2 separate regions of the Mus musculus genome follow, and region 2 is linked to region 1. The links are chromatin contacts, called in public Hi-C maps. All regions are on one chromosome and are shown on one strand. The core of a region is the stretch at or near the end of the contact, and the rest is flanking DNA. Distances in the headings are between cores, read along the strand shown. Region 1 holds the start of Thoc2 (THO complex 2). Region 2 has its middle 37 kb from the start of Thoc2.

Region 1 (2,948 bases), core at 181-2,680:
TATCCAAGGTCACTCAGCTGGTTAAGTGGGCTAAGCTAGCCACTTACTCAGACAATCCAATTCTAGGACTCACGCTGTTAACGTTTCACAGAACAGCAAAGGGATGTGGGAGTAAGTCAAGTCACAAGAGCTTGGTGTACCGGGTTTCTTTGAAGTAACAAAGTTTTAAAGATTCCTATCTTCCCGTGAGCAACTGGGAACCTGATACTGGATGAGTGTGGGAGTGTGGAGGGAGACAACTCAAGCAGCTAAAGAGAGTTAATCTCACATAGGATTGACTGCTAAGCTTCCAGAGCGACTCAGAAGAAGAAATTACAACTTTTTTTTTTTTAATCAGTGATTAATTCTGTCAACTTAAACGGGGAGTCGGGGGTGGGGTGGCTACTGGGAGGCGCGAAAGCCGCTACTGTAGGAAATTACCGGTGACGGTACAAAGTAAGTTTATGACTTAAAGGACACAGAGATCATCCTAAAGTACTAGAAAAGCCTCGAGGAGGGCGAGCACTCGCTGCAGTCCCAGGCCAAAATGGAGTTCCCTAAACCTTCTACCAGGAAAAGTTGAATCCCATCCCGAAACCACGGCGAGGTGACACGCCGGCAGGGACTTGGCAAAAAGAAGCGGCAATCCCTGCCACACTTTCCCGAGTACCGCAGGGCCAGGGCAGCGCAAGCTGCCGCTCCCTGAGAAAGCAGAGGTGCCATGCCTGGCTGTCCCCGACGCCCCGGGCTCCTCTGCCACCAGCGGCGAGGAGCAGAGAGTTCGGGACAGTTCGCCCTCCTAAGACTTCGGGCACAGGAGAGGCCGGGAACCAAAGTGCGGGAGTCGTCTTAGATCCCGGGGGGGGGGGGGACAAATAAAAATAAGAAGATAAAACGGGACAGTGAGAGACATGGCAAGTGGCGGACCCACACAGCTCCGGCTGCGAAGCCACGGAGAGAAAAGGAGCCGAGCCCAGCGAGCTGAGTTAAGACGATGAGCCAGACAGACAAAAAAGCGACAGGGCAGGAGCCCAGGGGGACCTGAGGGGACGAGACGGAAGTTCTGCGGAGAGACCTAAAGGAAGCGGGGCTCCCGGGGACCACGGGGCTTTCGGGGAGGTCGGAGGGAAGGCAAGACGCTCAGCGGCGGCGGCGGCGATAGTGGCGGCTCCCGGCTCCGCTCCTCAGCCAAGTGGAAACTCCGGACCAACCAACCATCCTCATCCGCCGCCCGGGTGCGGGTGGGGGAGGGGGCGCCGCTGCCCCCCGGCCCCTGTACCCCACTTCCGACTGCGCCCAGCGCCCCGACCTCAGGGCGGCCCGGCGCCTTCCCTCGGTCAGAAACACTCACAATTCGCCTCTCCCTGATTTCTCCCAGTTCTTTATCCACTCTGCGGGAACCACCACAGCCGCGGCCGCCATCTTCCCCTCGCTAGTAACAGTGGCCCGGATGTGTAGCTCCCGAGCGCGGGGTCAAAGGGGAGCGCCGCCCACGGGGAGTGACGGAAGCTGCGAACTCGGGTTTAGATTTCCCGCCCCACCTACTTCCCCACCAAACGGAAGTCCTGGGCCAGGCCGACAAAGAGGTGGCGGGTGCCACAGCTCTCACCCCTACTTCCCTTTAGAACATATACACATTAAACAAAAAACAAAAACGCCAGGCCGCTGTGGCCTTTATGATCTCCCGTAATCTCTACCCCAAGCCACTAATTCAAACTCGTAATTTTTCAATCACTCGGTCTGTTAGGCATTGGTGGATGCTGGAACTGTAAGCCATGACATGAGCTTCTGGAAAAAAAGGAACATGAGATAAGAAATATCTCAACTAACGACTAAATAGAAAATTAATACGGACAGGGCACACATAATGGACAAAAGCTGGGAACCGCATGCTCCGCCAAATCCTAACTCCTTACTTGAGCTGTCAAACTAGGGAGTATTACTATGCCGAGAAACGATGTTTAAGGTGTTATAATCTCTCTACAAAAAATATTTCTTATTACAAAGAGAAAACGTTACTGTAGGAAAATATGGAAGATATCTCCCTGTGTTGGTGAAAATAAATTCCACCAGGGTTAGAGCTATACCTTCAGTGGTGGCTCACGCCTTTAATCCCAGCACTGGGGAGGCAGAGGCAGGCAGATTTCTGAGTTCCGGGCCAGCTTGGTCTACAGCTTGAGTTCCAGGACAGCCAGGGCTACACAGAGAAACCCTGTCTCGAAAAACCAAAACCAAAAACAAAAAAACAAAAAAACAAAAAAAAAAAAAAAAAAAACCCTGTAGCTGTGGTCTAGAGCACTTGCTTACCTTGAACCAGGCTCTGCTTTGGTACTTCACTACTGGGGGGAAAAAGCTAAATTATCTCAGAAACAGAGCAAGTGAACCAGGCACAGGGTTCCACAGATATAATTCCAACACTTGGGAACCTGAGGCAGGAACATAGCAACTTCCCATTGGCCTGAATGTAATTAATGCAAGGTAGACAAGCAAGTGAAAAGACGGACACCATGGGACTGCCCGTGAAATGCCTGTGAAGTGCTAGAAGAAACACTACTCAAATTTTAAAAATTGTTAATACCCAAATTTTATATATTAATTCAATATTGTAGGGCAGCAGTCATAACCATTATTGAGAGAGAATCTACAAAATTACTACCCTGTACTTTTCAAAGTTGCCAAGCTCTTAGAAGATAGTAATTCTTCCAGATTTTTGAAGACTGGAGGCAGAGGCAGAAGGATCTCTGTGAGTCACAGGCCAGTATTATCTACATAGCAAGCTCCAAGCCTGCCAAATGATTACATACAGACTTTTTTAAAAAGATTAATGGAAACAAGAAATACAAGGGATTTTCTCCCCTCCAAAAATCATATTTTTCTTTTGCTATAAAGGGCATTACTGGCACAATTGACTTCATTGGGGTATCTGTAATTAAATAATAATATTGTATCATGTTACTGAATCCAAATAA
Region 2 (2,948 bases), core at 305-2,804, 37 kb after region 1:
GGGAGGGGAATATTGGAACATGGTCCAAAAATGGAGTTGTGTGAGGAGAATTCTGAGTGCTAGTGAGAAAACTCCTACCTCCACCTCCAGAGTGCAGGGTTTAAGGGCATGCATGGCCACACTTGGCTTGAGATCTAACAATTCTTTTTTTGAAGGGGTTGAGGCAGGGTTTCTCTGTGTAACCTTGGCTATCCCGGAACTTGCTCTACAGACCAGACTGGCTTCAAACTCACAGAGCTACGTGTGCCTTTGCCTCTGCAATTGCACCACCAGAGCTCAGCTGAGAGCTAACAATTCCTATGAGAGTAGGGGCACTGAGGAGTGAGGGTTGGCTCTGAGAAGAATCAGCATTTCTTTTAAAAATGCTCCAGTGGAACTCATTAAAGAGGTCGATTAGTACCTTTAGAAGGGATAAAAGACTACTTAAATTTGCAAGAAAGGTTCATGGGACTGTAGGGATTAATTTTTTCTCAGCCTCATCTGTTTATGCCAAATATTTCCAGCCAACACGTTAGGGTCTTATTCTTTCCCCAGGTGTACCTTTAACTTGGCCTAAGAGTTCTGGCAAATCTGTTCCTTTAATTGATGCAGCGCCTCTGTAACATTTATAATCGGTCCCTGAGCATGATCTGCAGGCATATCTCTTCTGTGGCTCTCAAGACTACTTCGATGCTGGCATGGATGCACTCTGATTTTCTGCTATATTCTGAGTTATACACCCAAGCCTTCCAATTTGTCCTCTTTCCTGTGGAAGCTCTCCAGGATTATCAGAAAGAGTTGACCATAACGGCATCCTTTGCAATCGTCGTCATCATCATAGGGATTAGGTGGTCTGGCCACTTGAATTTGCAAAGCTTTACCTAAAATTGCATTCGATTTCAAACCACCGTGGGTGATAATTCGAGTAATCACCATCAGTGCATGCCCCATTATGAGAATCCCATTGCTCATTAGCAAAGAGCCCCTTGCAGACTGCATGCTTTAGGAAGGAGAAATTAAAACTGCATAAGCAGTGCAAAGGATTTAGTGATAAGTGAAACTCACAAAGGAAAGGAGGAAGCTGTAGGGTTGGACAAAGACAGCAAAGCAATTCCTAACTTTCAACATTTAGGACAACTCACTGTCCCCGGCTCTCAAGACAGAAGGGCACAAAGCAATTCACTTTCACAGGCAGTTAGGTTGGTGTCTTCTCAGTCATTGGTACTTTATCAAGAGTTCAGAGCAGGGTGGTGGTGGTGGTGGTGGTGGTGGTGGTGGTGGTGGTGGTGGTGGTGGTGGTGGCGGTGGCGGTGGCGGCGGCGGCGATGGCGCATGTCTTTGATCCCAGCACTCAGGAGGCAGAGACAGGTGGATCTCTGTGATCAAGGCCAGCCTGGTCTACAGAGCAAGTGTGAGTTCCAGAACAGCCAGGGATACACAGAGAAACCCTGTCTCAAACAAACAAACAAACAAACAAAACAAACCAATAACGACGACAACAAGAGTTCAGTGTTGGTCTTTGTTATTGGTTTCTTGGGAATGGAACAGCAGCTAAATCACCCATATAAAAGTGAGGCCTCAGGGCTGGAGAGATGGCTCAGCAGCTAGTCATGTGTACTGCTTCTTGGACAGGACGTGGTGTATCTGGTACCCAGTGCCCAAAACCACCTGTAATTCCAGCTCCAGAGGATATGGTGCTCTCTTCTGGCTTCAGGCATTCACACACGAGTTCACACACATCCACAGACATAAAAATAAATCTTAGAATAGAACGGGGCATGGTGGAGGATAGAGTAGGTGAGACAGCTACCATATTTCCTCTTGGAAAAGATACCGAGAAGAAAGCTGGGGAAGTGTTGACTAGAAAAAGAAAGCTAGGGTGTCACAATCGCCTGGAGGGCTTGTTAAAACAGTCTCTGCTGGGCCAAATTCCCAAGGCTTCTGAAGGCTTAGGAGTTCTGGGTGGGGCTTAGATAATTTGCATTTCTAACAAGTTCCCAGATGATGCTGATGCTGCTTGCCTGGAGACCTTGTTTTGAGAATCACCAGCTTAAATGCAGGAAATGGTTAGACAACTGAGGTACTCAGCAACTGAGATCACAATCATCTAGGTCAATGTATATCTTAGATCCACAGCCTCATGGGATGAGGCAGACAAATGGACACAGAATGTCATGAAATCAGAGTGGAGGATAAGGATGGGAGAATGACAGAGCTTGTTGTGTTAGAGATGGCAGTCAAGGCAGGCAGCTCTATGAAGAAACCATTGCATGGAGACCTTAATGAACAGAGAACAGCACACTTGTGACAGTTTATATTAATATTTCCTCAAAAAAGTTTTCCATGTTGGAGATAAATTAATGGAGAATGTTAACAGATTTAAGAGTGGTGAATTACTAGAGTAATTGAACCAATGGGTCCGTTACACTTTGGAATTCCTTTACCTTTTTATGACCTAAGTCATGGCCTATGGTAGTAATTGATTTAAAAGGTTGCGTTTTTACTATTCCCTTGCAGGAACAGGATAGGGAAAGGTTTGCTTTCGCTGTGCCTACTTATAATAATGTCCAATCTGTAAACAGGTATCAGCGGAAAGTTCTTCCACAGGAAATGAAAAGCTGTGGATGCAGCGATGCAGTTATAGCCAACTCTGATAACCCTGGAAAGCTTACACCGAAAAGAGGACAAATTGAAAGGCTCGAATGTATAATTCAGAATACAGATTAGAACTGAGCAGGAGACGTCTCCTGAAAACCTTGGCCACTGACCCGAAAAGCACTTTTTTTTTTTTTTTAAAGATTTATTTATTTATTATATGTGAGTACACTGTAGCTGTCTTCAGACACTCCAGAAGAGGGGGTCAGATCTCCTTATGGATGGTTGTGAGCCACCATGTGGTTGCTGGGATTTGAACTCCGGACCTTCGGAAGAGCATTCGGGTGCTCTTACCCACTGAGCCATCTCTCCAG

What was found. A called contact is a pair of places that touch in the nucleus more often than the background predicts.
Region 2: a Hi-C map of olfactory sensory neurons shows a contact between it and region 1, with 1.7 times the contacts expected there. The contact joins the enhancer-like site here to the promoter of Thoc2 in region 1. A contact is called at or near these places in 2 of 39 promoter capture datasets (3T3-L1-derived adipocytes and embryonic stem cells), 2 of 484 Hi-C or Micro-C datasets (adipose-derived mesenchymal stem cells and olfactory sensory neurons), 3 of 115 datasets of contacts at active chromatin or transcription factors (the SCID.adh cell line, embryonic fibroblasts and embryonic stem cells) and 3 of 9 other capture datasets (adipose tissue, liver and pancreatic islet).

The regions. Positions count from the first base shown.
Region 1 is chrX:41,910,471-41,913,418 of GRCm38.p6, forward strand. Thoc2 (THO complex 2) reads right to left here and starts at 1,431. Exons shown (of 39, transcript NM_001033422.1): 1 at 1,331-1,431. The coding sequence starts at 1,401.
Region 2 is chrX:41,946,932-41,949,879 of GRCm38.p6, forward strand. No RefSeq gene overlaps it. Among named protein-coding and RNA genes, the nearest start is that of Thoc2, 37 kb to the left of the region's middle. Within about 2 kb of position 1,555, at least 3 of the 459 cell types and tissues checked have an H3K27ac peak or open chromatin away from gene starts, as enhancers often do. A contact at or near this core is called in olfactory sensory neurons, where this site is marked.